Regions from separate parts of the Zea mays genome. Here region 2 is linked to region 1. A link is a contact called in public Hi-C data. All regions are on one chromosome and are shown on one strand. The core of a region is the stretch at or near the end of the contact, and the rest is flanking DNA. Distances in the headings are between cores, read along the strand shown. Region 1 holds the start of LOC100382414. Region 2 holds the start of LOC100191478 (Hydroxyproline O-galactosyltransferase GALT2).

Evidence for each region. Hi-C and Micro-C count contacts between places; a contact is called where the count stands out from the background.
Region 2: a Hi-C map of endosperm shows a contact between it and region 1, with 2.7 times the contacts expected there. The contact joins the promoter of LOC100191478 here to the promoter of LOC100382414 in region 1. A contact is called at or near these places in 4 of 25 Hi-C or Micro-C datasets (bundle sheath, endosperm, leaf and 1 more).

The regions. Positions count from the first base shown.
Region 1 is chr3:125,205,179-125,211,931 of Zm-B73-REFERENCE-NAM-5.0, reverse strand. LOC100382414 reads right to left here and starts at 4,264. Exons shown (of 7, transcript NM_001175157.2): 1 at 3,927-4,264; 2 at 3,776-3,840; 3 at 3,617-3,660; 4 at 2,525-3,522; 5 at 1,975-2,064; 6 at 1,813-1,874; 7 at 1,291-1,692. The coding sequence starts at 4,184. The coding sequence ends at 1,587.
Region 2 is chr3:125,614,646-125,621,398 of Zm-B73-REFERENCE-NAM-5.0, reverse strand. It overlaps LOC100191478 (Hydroxyproline O-galactosyltransferase GALT2), which reads right to left and starts at 3,265. Exons shown (of 7, transcript NM_001136910.3): 1 at 2,310-3,265; 2 at 1,611-1,843; 3 at 1,213-1,503; 4 at 1,003-1,131; 5 at 730-903; 6 at 534-641; 7 at 1-416. The coding sequence starts at 3,114. The coding sequence ends at 210. It overlaps LOC103650502 (a long non-coding RNA gene), which reads right to left. Exons shown (of 6, transcript XR_002268400.2): 5 at 5,796-6,314; 6 at 5,261-5,692.

The sequences.
Region 1 (6,753 bases), core at 3,015-5,514:
GTAGGCTGTAAGCTGTTAAAAAGCTAAAAACCATTTGGTGGAAACCACTAAAAGTCGTTAAAAATTCTTCGATATATGTTTTCACAGTTCCATCCGAAAAGCCACTAAAAGCAGGTCCAGAGGTGCTTTCAGATTTGCACTACGAGAAAGTCGGCTTTTAGAAAAAGCTGCTTTCTGGATCCAGCCCTTTGTGGTTGACTTTTGGTTTTTAGGGGGGCAAAAGCCAAAGCCAAAAGTCAAACCAAACACACCTTTGGTGATGATTCGCGCTCAGGTTTGGTGCCCCTAAAAACCTGGGTGTAACAAATTATAAGTGTCTTTTTTATCCGTTAGGATCGATCCTATCTGTTTAGTGTTCTACCTTGTATGCTGGGATGTTATCCTAATTTAGAGATTTTATGCAGAAGACGACTCCGATGAGTGGCCCCACACATCACTCGCTACGATTGAGAGTCCACGCACGCGGGCGCTATCGCGAGGGAAAAACGAATCCGCGGATTACGCCTTCAGCAAGGTTCGATCGGCATGAGAAAAGTGGACCGTCCACTATAGTTTAGAATTTATCTCTAGAATATTCATTTTCTTGATTTATTTTAATTCTAGAAATGTCTAGATTTAATATTTAAACCACCAAAAGTATTCTAAAGATTCCGAAATTTTAAGAAACATCCTAGAGGTCTATTTGGAGATGAGAAATCCAAATAAAATATTCAGAGCCCATAAAAATATTTTAGAGCCTTCTACTAAATATAAATAGCTCTAGAAAAACAAGAATAATTGCCATTAGATACCCGGTAAATTCTGGAAGAACCTATTTAATAAAGAAACATGTTTTGATTTTTTTTTTGCGCTCAAGAAATACCAAAAGCACACACAAACAAGCTCATTTAATTTTAGAAAAAAAAATCTACGTTAAATACTCTGTAGGATATTTAAATTATATTAAAAGAACGTTATATTAATTATTCTTTCTACTCGACCATAGACAGCACTGGCCTCCGTTGGTATTGGCAGCGCTGTGGGGCTTCTAGTTCCTTTTTTTTGGCAACGAGAGAGAACGAACGCTAAGGGGTATTTTTGTTTATTTTAGTTCCTGTAGTGTCCTCGAGTAGAAAGAGCCCAGTTCTACGCTGGGTCTAGCGATGGAAATTGATGATACAGATCAATTGTCCCGAGATCAGTGGGTCGATAGAAAGAGCCCAGTTCTACGCTGGGCCTAGCTCACTGCACTTCCATCAGCGGCTCCAAGGTAGTCATTTCGAAAGGAATCAAGAGCACGGGCAAACTCATAACACGCAGAGTAGCAACGTTAACGTCGCATAAGCTGTAGCAAAATCAGCAAATCAGTGAGCCCAACAAGCAAACAAAATTTCGACGATTTCTCACGTCGCTCAATCTAACAAATAATGGCACACCGCAACTGATTTAATCCAGCTGGTACCGTGTTGTATTGCATGCACCATCCATCGCATCGCTTCTTCCCACCAGCACCAGGCCTGATCAGGCAATAACGGCGGTAGAAATGGGTCAACTGCTAAAACACTGTATAGGCTTCCATCTTATGGGGAAGCCCAGGTCTCACCATTTCACTCGTCGTCTGAATTCTCGAACTTGATCGAGTGGGTTTGCAGGTCGATTTGCCCGCCCCTGTAGGTGCCACGCTTCTTCTTGGTTTTCTCGTGCCTAAACCCCCTGCAGCGTGGAAGGGTTGGACCGGTGTTATGCTTGTAGAAGGATCATGTAGAAGTCCTTGATCCCTTATCGTAGTTGAAAGAAAACAGAACGTAACAGCAACAACCAACAAGTACTGACCTTCCCTTGACTTGGCCAAGGATCTCCTGTGCCTTTGCGCCGTAACCGGTGTCTGCGCCACCCTGCAATAGAGGTATAGCACCAATAGGCCATACAAGGTTTAGCTTGATAAATGCTAGTCTTTCAGCATGTGCATGTATGATCAACAAAGCAGAAAAGCACCTTAGCCCAATACGAGTTATCCTGAAGCCTGTCATCTGCAAATCTGACGTCGTCCACCTTAATACGTTGAAATGGGGTCACAGTCTTGGGCTACAGTGGATAAACAAAAAGGAAATTTATCGGAATATTGATGACATTGATCAGATAAATGATGCCTACTTCAACTTGCTCAGAACAGGAAAGGCTGATGGTCCCAATAAGATGTCACTGGTCAGATTACTCACAGTAATCTCTATTATACAAAGTACTGACATGCAATGCAATGATGCCAGTGGATCCAAAATCTCAGGCAATGAATTTCTCAACATCCTCATGGTGAATTCAGGCTAGTGGACATCATTACCGGCGACCAATTATTGTGGATGCATTTCTGAACCATAATGCAAAAAGCAAGTTGCTAAGGAAGCTAGTAGTGAATGAAGCATCTGGTATAAACAGGATCTAAGAATTATGGATAACGCCTCCTAAGGTTATTAAACTACAGGAAACAAAGTGCAAAAATAAAGGGATATAGACCAACAGTTAGAAAGCAAGAAAGAAAGCTGCATACCTCAGATGAATGTTTCTGCCTTTTGCTTGGTTTTGTGTTGCTTTCTTCTTTTTTATCCTCTGCAAAACCATTGCTTAGACTTTCGTTGGCTGTGCAATCTTCTTTCCCAGTCACAGGGGGAATGCTTCCTTCAACTTCTTCTAGCTTCCGTTTTTTGCCAGCAACTGCATTTTCATTTGACGACTTCCCTTGGTTACCTTCTTCAATCTCCATTACACTCTTGTTCGCATCATCTTGTTTTGGGACTGAATCTTTCCCTGCAGCCTCTTTACCTTCCACCTGAACAGTTTCTTCAGGGTTAGACTTCTTCCGCTTTTTTTTGGCCTTTTTCTCATTATCATCCTTGACTGTTTCTACAGCACCATTCTTTCCCTTGGCACCATCAGCCTCAGCAGGTGCACTTCCTGCATCAGTCTTCTCTGAAGTCCCGGCAGATGATTTCTCTTTCTTCTTCTTTTTCCTTTCCACAGCACCACTGCAGTCATCAGCACTGTCATTCTGACCTTTTGGTTCTACCTCTCTTCCATTGAGCTTTTCTGCTGCCTCAAACTTGTTAAGTATTGCTAATTCTGCCTTTTCCAGCCTAGCTTCGACATCATCATCCTTTCCCTGCTTCTTGTTTTTCTTCTTCTTCTTGCCATCAAGCTTATGATCATCCTCCTTCACTGTTTCAGTTGTTTCGCCGCTGCCAGCGCCCGCAGCTGAGGGGTCACCCTTGTCCTTCTTCTTCTTCTGTTTCTTCTCCTTGGCCTCATCGTCCTTCTGGTCGGCGTTCTTCACAATTTCAGTTGTTCCCTCGCTAGCAGCATTCGCAGCTGAAGGGTCACCCTTGTCTTTCTTCTTCTTTTGTTTCTTCTCTTTAGCCTCACCGTCCATATTTTCAGTCGGCTTTTCCTCAGCTAAAGGCTCGATCGCCTTGCTCTCAGGCTCACCGGCTTCTGTGCCGCTCCTCTTTTTTTCCTTGCCAACTTCTCCTGCTATATCATCATTTTCCTTGTCTGCGCCAGTGAATTCCAGTCAGCGGGAACCAAAAGTAAATAAAGGTATCGATCAAAGGCAAACGACAACAATTTGAACAAACAAAGCTGCTACCTTGCTCATCGCTTCCCAGAATGGCAGCCGCCCGAGTTGAATTGCTGTTCGACATCCAAATTTGCATCAGTAACCGATCATACTGTGCTAGTAAACAGCACACGCCACTCACCAATCGAAGCAATGTGGCAAAGGTAAAATGATCATTGGAAATAGTACCTCGACTCTAAGAATCTGGCAACCAGCTCCTCCAAGTTCACCTGTGACGACCCCCACGCACCGGCCTGGAACCAGAAATTCCCCAATCCTGCGCCTCAGCAACAGCGCACCAAAACGGCAACACCACAAACGTACAGGGGGGAGAGGGTACCTCGAGGCCGGCCTCGGATTGGAGGGCGACGAGCGTGCGCGAGAGCCCAGCGGACTCGAGGAAGGCGGCGACGGAGGCGACCACCGCGGCCCTCGCGCCAGGGACCGGGGCGGCGGCGGCGGCGGCGGCTCCATTGGCCACCTTGGCCTTGGCCTTCTTCTTCTCCTTCTTGGATTCCTCCTTGGCCATGGCGGAAGAGGCGGCGGCGCGGGGCTGTGATGAGGCGGCGAGTACGACTTGGCGCGGGACGAAGAGCATCGGGCGGCTAGGGTTTGCAGCCGCGGGGTTTATACTTGGAGCCTTGGATGTCGGAACGGTGGAGTGGCATGGTACAGTGACGGGCGTACTGGGGAGCACGGTCGTTTAGTCGCGTGAGATTCTATGACGTACGGGCCCGGATTGAGCGGGTCCGTGCGGTCAGTGAGGGGATGGGTGGTCCACGCGACGGCGAGCCGTAGGAGAGTGTTGGGTGGCCGGGCGGGGAAGCTTCTGGAAGGGCACGAAGGTATGCTCCGACAGTGGGGTCCACTGTCATTCGGCGGACAGGAGTATAAAGCCGCTGTTCTTCTAACTGGTTTTCTTTAACCTATGTTATATAGTCGCTCACTCCGTTCTAAAAGGAAAACTTCGTACGTGATGAAGTATTATTCCTTTGTCCAAATTAAAATTAGTTTTAAGAAATTAATAGATTCATATTTAATTTATATATATGTTTAGATTCAGCATCATCTATTTTAATATAGACATAAAAATAAAAGCTGAAATGAATATTATTTTAGGATGAAGGGAGTATTTTTATATACTCTCCATTCAAATTACAAAATATATTATCTATTTTAGATGTATATATATTTACTTTGTACCTAGACATATGTATTAGTAAACACACAGTAAAAGCTACATATACATTTTTAGGAAAAAAATATTCAAAATAGAAGAAGTATTTATTTGGTGTGTATATGATATTGATTTTCCTATAAAATTTGTCGATCTTAAGATATCTCGACCGTAGATGATTTTAAAATTGGTTTACTTTAGGCACAAAGGTAGATGTGTTTAAATATACGCTAGGTGGATACATTTTTTTTGCTACATGTTACTTATCTATTTTTCATATGATAATTACTATATGAATTAATTAAGTATTCAAAGTGACTAATTGATACTAGTTTAAAAAATATATCCTCAACTATTTTTGAGGCAAACAACCCACGTATCATGTCATTTTACTTAGTCACTTAGGGTCTAAGCAACCTAATTTTTAAGAAACTAGTTTCTAGAAACTGGTTTATGAAAAAAAATGGTGAGGGTGTTTTTTGGAATCTAGTTTTTAAGAAACCAATTTCTTGTTTTTTGAATACACAATGGCTAGTCTACCCTTCCTCTCAGGGACGCCGGACGCCCACACATCGCAAACTCGTTTGAAGCGATTTGCTAATAGGTGATGCCACATAGAAGTTGCTAGGTGATGGGAGACGTGTCGATGTTTGGACCGTGGGCCCTTAACCAACTAGTAAATATGTCGCGTGGCCGACTCTAGATGGTGTGCGAGAAGACACAAGCAGTTATTCTGGTTCGGGCAACACAAGGCCATACTTCCAGTAGAGGGGATGAGGCTTATATTACTCGCATCGTGGTGTTTGTAGTAGGGGTTTACAAGCACGGCGTGAGAGGGGAAGTCCCCAAGTCCCTAAAGATGATTGAGGCAAGTGCCAATATCTAAGACAAAGTGAAGGGGTGAGCGTTCGTCTGCGTGTGTTGTGGATCTCCTCACTGGAGGGACCACTGCCCTATTTATACACGAAGGGGGTGTCCGCAGCGAATCCGAGTGTTGTATTCGAAGGAGAGACGCCCTGGCGTCTGCAAGCCAACGTGACGGCGAACTGTGCTATTGACCCGCGCCTGTTGAATTCCCGTAGAGAGCCGAGGGGTTGTCCATACGCTCGAGCTCCGTGGGAGAGGTCGCCCATGTCGTAGTTGTTGTAACAGCACCAGGGTATGGGCCAAAAGCTGCTTACGTGGTGCGTTAGCGTCCTAGCACGTGATGACGTCGAGATTCCCTGCTGCGCTTATCGAGATCAGAGCCCCTGCTTAGTAGAGGCGGAAGTCTTCCCAAGACGTTAGCCGAGCCGTCCCTTGACGTGCGCCACAGTCGGGCGGAGTGACCGTCTGCGGGATTGATGGCGTAGTTTCCATTGAGCTGTTAACGGGTGATCCGAGCGGGGGTCCAAGCTCCTTTTGATCGGAGTCAGCTTGAGGTCCGGAGACATGCCCCAAAAGGTACTTGCAAGTGATTCGCCCGGTCCTAGATCCGTTCGATGGGGTCCGAGGGCTCAATGCCTCCCTATGACGTGATACCGTCACGAATCGTTCTCGGGGGTCTCGGATATGTCTTAAGGTACCTCGGGTGCAACCCGAGCTAGGGCCATGTACGGGCGTACTTATAGTCATCCCTGACTCTGTGCTCTGAGGTGGTTTTGGAGCCCTTCCGAGGGGCCAAACTTCGAACCCCTGATTAGTATTGGGCTCGGAGCCCTGAAGTCCTAAGGCGGTTCATCTGAACCCTGCTGAGGGTCGAACCTTTGAACCTGTGAACAATATTTTTCCTTGCCTTTTTTCCCTCCCAGAGTGACATGTCGAGGCAGAAAATGACTTTTTTCCGATTCGCTGGTCCCTTTTCGAGAGGGGTTGCCCGAGGCAGAAGACGCTTCTTTCCAGTTCGATTGCCGAGAGTATAAAAGGTAGAGTAGTCGAGGGTAGAGGGCGTACCTTTTGAGGCGAAATGCGGAACGGTGCTCGGCGCGTTTTTCCTCGAAAGGGACACAGT
Region 2 (6,753 bases), core at 2,016-4,515, 410 kb before region 1:
AGTTGGTAACACCCTTATCCCGTATACCTTCAATCTAAGAACCAAAGAACATGCGGTGTCGAGATCATGGTTTCTGGCATTAGTCATCTGAGCAGATGGTCGTATGGAACCGAACCACCGAAGCCAGGCGAATGGAACGAAGGTCATGAGCCTTGATGCACCTAGGCGGCTAGGTCACCATTTCCCCCCTGGGGGCTGGGGGCCTCGTGTTATCTGTAGTTACAGCAGTGCGCTCTCCCCGCTGACAGCTTCTCCCAGAGGCACAGCATCTGCCTGGGGGACTGGTAGTGCGCCGTGAAGTAGTTGTCCACGCAGCCGAACTGGCAGAACCTCCAGCTGTGGACATACTGCACGGGGGCGCTGGCGTTGTAGTCCTCCACCCACATGCCCATGCTCACGTCCTCCATCTTGAACAGCTGCAAGCAGCGCAGGAGGCGGCCATCAGGAGAGGGGGGGTTGGCTTTCCGCCGACGGTGGGGCAGAAGGTAAACGACGGATGCATGCACCGCGGTTAGAAGAGCGAGCAGCCTTACCCGTAGGGAGTGGTTTGTATGCCGGGATGCTACGTCTCTCGCAATGCCGGCCGAGATAACGTACCCAGGTCCATTGGCGTACGGGGGATACACCGCTTCTGGCCATTCCTGCAGGCACGCTTTGGGTAAGCAAACGTATCACATATGAGTGTTGAAGTTGCAAATCTATGGCGGTTGCAGTGGGGCGCTGAGGTACCTCGTAGGTGACGGCCCATTTGCCCCTTCTTAGAGGCCTGTGCAAGAGATTCAGGTTGCCCAGATACAGAGGTGAGGTTTTGTTGTAGGTACTGATTTGGTGCAGTACTATATCCAGCCGCACAAAGGTGTCATCGTCGCACTTCATGATGTAATCTGCAGTGACATTGTGCACCTACACACAAACAAATGGCTCTCCCACCAGTCAGCATTTGTCCAATAATACATTGGAAATAGACATTTAAGTATTTAACGCGAATGTGCAATGACTAACCCCGTATTGACATATCGCAACCGTTTTCAGAACCACTAGCTCATACCGGTCGATGAACGGCAGAATGACTATGTCTCCAAAATACTCTGCTTCCTTCTTCAGTGCTGCATTTATCTCCTTTCTGTGGCTCTACAGAGTGAAGCACGCCACAAACTCGTAACGATACAGTCATGGATCGAACCATTGTGAAATCATGGGAACTCAACGTACCAGCGCAACAAAGAACCGAGCAACCGCATTCCCCGATTGGATAGCCGGAAACTGCATCCAAGTTTTCCTAATAGCCATGCGCTCGGCGAAATGGTTTGTGGCGGAGAGGATGCCGATGAAAAGATGGATTGGTTCCTCTGGCACAGGGCGAGCCTTCCACCTTTCAGACATTTCCAAGACTTGCTGGAGAGAAAAGCTAGGATGTGCCTTTGGAAGCGCTGTTGCGTACACAGAGTGAACATCTATGCCCCCTGTCACGGCTAAACCTGTTGCGTCTTCGAGGGCGAATCCCTGCAAATATTGGCAATTGAGAAGAAGAGCCCAGTGATTTCTTCTGCCAGGGCTTCAAAATATCTCTACAATGGAATATATTCTTTGGCAATAGAACTGAAATTTACCATCCTATGAGGAAATGAGGCAACGTGGCGGCCTCCCACATTGATATGGTATCCTTCGACTCCAGCTTGGATAGTGAGAACAAACATCTTCCCCTCTGAAAATGGGAATGGCCATCTCATTTCTGGTTTCTTTGCTCGCCCGATGAATCTGTTGAACCATGAGCTTGTCTTTGTTTCTTTCGATTCAACTACGTCCTGCCAGTCCCATTTCTCACATTTTCTTAGTCCATCGACTGCAAGGTCAACAAGCTGCAAGAATAAGTACAAAGGTCTAAAGGAGGCCATCATAACTGTAGCAACAGACATGAGCAGCAATGCAAGCAATACATTACAATACAACTTATAAAAATGAACAAATTAGGATGCATGGCCACTCTGCATATAGATTTAGCACCTTTGTAGGCAATCCATTTTGTTTTAGCCTCAGTGTTCATCCACCCAATACCTTATACTTCAACCAACCGCCACAAACAATACTGGATGCACAAGAACAAATACAAATATCTAAACTGGTGAAAATTTAACAGGTTCTGCACAAGGGATGTGTCATGAGAGCATAATGCTCCATACTGACTAGTGACTACTGTGTTTTCTACCGTTTCCCAAGAAAAGGAAGCTTGCATTGTCCAATTAATAAGCTTGCTACATGCATTTTTGTTCAAATTTCGAAACAAAAGATTGTTGGAGCGCGCCTCTTACCCAGGTCATCGTCTCCGGAAGGGGTACTGTCGCAGCGCTGTGCCCTGCCCCACTGCATTCGGAAGCAGGTGTTCATCTCTAGCACGGGGCGGCTGCTCCAGTCGCCGCGCAGGCGCGGGTTGAGGTGCAGTATCCTAGGCGGCTCCTCGCCGTCGGTAGCGCGCAGGCCGCGCAGCTCCACCGCGAACTGCGCCACCAGCACCGTCCCGTTGCCCGTGCCGCTCCGCTCCAGCGCCTCGACGTACTCCGGCCGCGCCGTCCGCGCTGTCCCAACCACGGTAACTGCCGACCCGGCGGCCAGCCCGCACGGCAGGAACGCCGTGGTCTCCCCGGCGCCGAGCGCGAGCGAGCCTGGGCACTTGGCCGTGCCCTCCCCGGCGACGTCGCGGGAGGCGATGTAGTCGACGTCGCCGTCGAACGCAGAGGCCTCCTCCCACGCGGCGGCCCCGAGCGCCCACGCTTCGGCCGCCACGCGCTCGAGCTCCGTGAAGTTCCCCAGCTGCCCCCACCGCTTCCGCCGCTCCTCGAAGGCTTCGTGCCGCCGGAGGATCTCGCCGGTGATGCGGCCGTACCCGGACACGGCCCCGCCGCCGCTCGAGCGCGCGCGCGCAGCTGGCTCGCCCGCGCCGGTGGTGGCCAGGCGGCCGACGGCAGGCGCGGGCCCAGCGCTGCCGAGGTAAGTGAGCTTGACGGACACGAACAGTAGGTAGGCGAAAGCCGCCGCTGCGAGAAGCGGCGCCAGGCCCCTGCGTGCGCGCAGCCGGCCTACGCCGATGAATACCTCGGAGCTGCGCGCGCGCTTCATGGCCGGCGGCGGCGGTGGCGAGGAGCGCGGCCGGCCGGCCGGGTTCGGGAACCCGCGCGCTGAGCGGGCCCGGATCCGAAATGGCGATGGCCGGCGCTTGCCGGGTCTGGGACTGGGATGCGGAGCCAGACAGAAGGGAAAGTGACGGGTTGGGTTGATGGTTAGCAATAACCATTGCCACTTTGCCAGTGCGTTGCTGCTGACGTGGCGGTTACTTAACGCCGTGTGTCACAGTCGCGGCCTCGCAGGTGGGTTTACCGTTACCCTTGCGTTTAGATGAAGTGTTTTCTGAGTTATTAAATTGGGTTTTATAATTGCGATGGAATAATGATGAAGTTAGTATGTAATGTAAGAACATCTACAAAAGACTAGTTAAAAAGTTTGTCAAGCTAAATTTTAGCTACTTAATAGTATAATAGGTCTTCAACTGACTAGCTATTTAACTTGCTAAATTATCAGGCTCTATAAATTAATTCTCTCACTAGCCAAATTTGGCTAGTAACTTTCACTAGCCAAACTAACTTGCATGTTGAAGAGTCTGTTGGAATGAGATATTATATATAGAGTTTAATATTTACGGAGTGACAAATAGAAAGTTAAAAATAAAGAGTCGCTTGGAGATGCTCTAATACTTGCTTAAATACATAGTAGTAGTTATACCTAATGTTAAGATAATGATTGGTAACAAAATCTAGTCTGGACCTATCACCCTAAGAACGTCTCGACTAGCGGATCAGATAATGTATGTAATCCAAGAATAGTGTTATGTGAGTTATTACATAAGGAGAGTTATCAAAAGTTCCGGTTCGTAATTTCTAAAATTACACGAGTTTTGCACATAATGACAGAACTAATTTTTCATCTCTTGATCTCTTGTGCCCACTTGGTTCTCTAGCTCGGTTCTCCTAACTTCGAGATAAAAGCTTCGTTTTGTCATCATTCGTCTTCAGTTCGCTTCCAATTTTATGTTTCCCCTATCTGTCGTTGATCAAGTTCCCCATGTTTTAGTCCTCGCGCGCACGAGTCTCGAGAGAGTATGCCTTTGAAACACATGTCGTTTAAAAGTTCATTTGCTTTGGCGAATATCGTCAATCATATTTTTGGTGAGTATCCGCAAACTGCACGATTGCTTGCTTCATCATCTCTTCCTATATGGTGATCAATGCTTAGTCCTCTCCTTCTCAACGAATCGATGGTGATCGACGCGGCTACCTCTATGCACTGCATTAAGTGGGATGACTACATCAATAAGCACTATATCGCTAGCACATACGACTCTGCCACTATGTATGTTTCTCTTGCTCACTACCTAATAAGATTTTCGATCAAATTTATGTTATCTAGTATTTTCGATATGCTCATCACGCTTCAATCACGTGTGGTTGCAAATCTGGTGATTACCTTTTTTGATTAAATTGTTGCTGAAATTGCCTAAATTTATAACCATACTCAGAGACTATTCAGCAATGTATCTCACATCAAACACATATTTGCTCATTTAGATTAGCACCGAATTATCAAAACGCAAGAAACCTGCACTGGCTTTTTACTTCATCTTTTGAGTTATCTCCTAGATAGGCATGGAATATTCAAGTTGGTATTTACATGGTGCTTTACTATTAGAATTAATAATGCAAAATGCCTAAAAATTATTTTAGCATACATATTTTACAGGGACCATAAAAGTTATATGAGCCCTTGTTGTCCATAAATACATACTAGGTATATGCCCGTGCGTTGCTACGGAATCAATACGATAAAATCCTTCACCCAATGCACATGAGACAATATTGAGATGTACCAAAAATTGTAATGTTAATACCTTAAAACCACTAATTCAGATGCCCTTTAAGCTGCAAGTGATTGGGTGAAGGGCATATGCCCGTGCGTTGCAACGGGGACACTTATACACGGATATGACATTGTTTAGTGATGCTATCAAAAAACAACTCAACAATCATAACAAGTGAGTTGATCTAGGTAATGAGTGACAAAAATCAGCCATGCACCAAATATTAAAGGATCTAACTATGTAGTAATGAAGATAAGATCCAGCGATTAAACCATCATAGTTGAGATAGAAAGCACCAACCTCACTTGTTATTTGGTGCATGGCTGATTTTGCTCTAAACAAGCATGGCCTCTCTTGTCACTCCTAATCATGTTACTGGCAGCAGAGATTAAGCAGTCCGGGAACACCGTCAGTTTGATGTCTATATATAAACCATACAGACAATAGACAAACTGATTCGCACGATTTCATGCTAAAAAAATCCTCGATAATCTATACAGATGTTTCATTTCGGTTGTGGTTTTTCTGCTACACATTCAGAATCGCAACTCACCGGTCACCGCTGTTACAGCATCCACCCAACACATCTATGCACGCTATCATCCTAATAACTACTTAAGCAATTACACAACAGGCTCACAGTTGCAGCCCCAGGTTGAGGCGCGACGGATCAAAGGCGACCCGACCCCCCCCCCCCCGGCACACACACACAACATTATCAATCAGCCGTATGTGTCTGCATCTGATTCACCACCAGTTGAGCCACATGTGGGAACATCATTGGTCCTGAAAAAAGACAGACACACAAAGGTCATGAACTTTGAACTAAAATGGTCATGAGAAATGGAACATTAACCGTACAAGTGTAGTTAAGAGTCTGGTTTGGCACCTGGAACATCATTGAAACCATTCGTAGTTTGCTGCATGCCTGGGTGTCAGTGAAGATTATTGGGGCTGCCCTTCATCTCAAGGGTACGTTCAGCTCGGTTTATCGAAATTTGTGGTAGTGATCCACATTGCTGGCTTGCTAATGCTTCGGAACTCATCCTCTGCGTTGTGCTGGTAGAAGCATATGGCGTAGCATCTGGCTGAGATCCCACCAAATGGCTTCCGTCGTTGCCAGCACAGGCCTCAATGGCAGGAGGGCTGCTCATAGATGGCTGCTCACCTGAAGCTGTTGTACAGTCTTGCGGTGTCGTTGTTTCACGGCTCCAGGCCTACAATATCTTGTTTCCCATTTGGTGACAGAAAACTTTCCAAGCATCTGTTGATACCACGTCTTCTATGTAACCCCCACGGTCGGTGAGGTCTGAAAGAAATACCCTTGGAGGAGTCATGGATCCAGAGGTGGTCAACATGGATGTCTAAGATTCCGCCAGACATCTCACTCCCAAATGCAAGAGCGGCTCTGAAAGATGATAGAAGTGGTAAGCCTCCCAAAGGCAATGCTATACCTGTCCCATCTGTTTTTCAGCGAGATAACTTCATGGCTGACAATTCTGGTGTTGTCCTTGATACATAAGTTTGAATATGAATATGGAGCAAGAACAGATAATTAGTGGGATGATTAAAAACTTCTCGACATCGCTGTCTAGTGCATTTTAAGAGTTACAAAGTAAGAGTGGTTCAGATTATTTGTTAAGCATATGGGGCAACAGTTAGGGCATATTATTCAGGTTTTTATGCTACCAAGTACAACAAGAAATGGAAAAGGAGAATAAGTTTTCTTCAGAGATCAAGATGTTTTTTGCTGCATTCAGAACTAAATCACTAAATAATACCAGCCTACCATCAAGAATGAATTCAAATATCTATGCTGTAAGAAAATAAATCATAAAAAGGTCCAT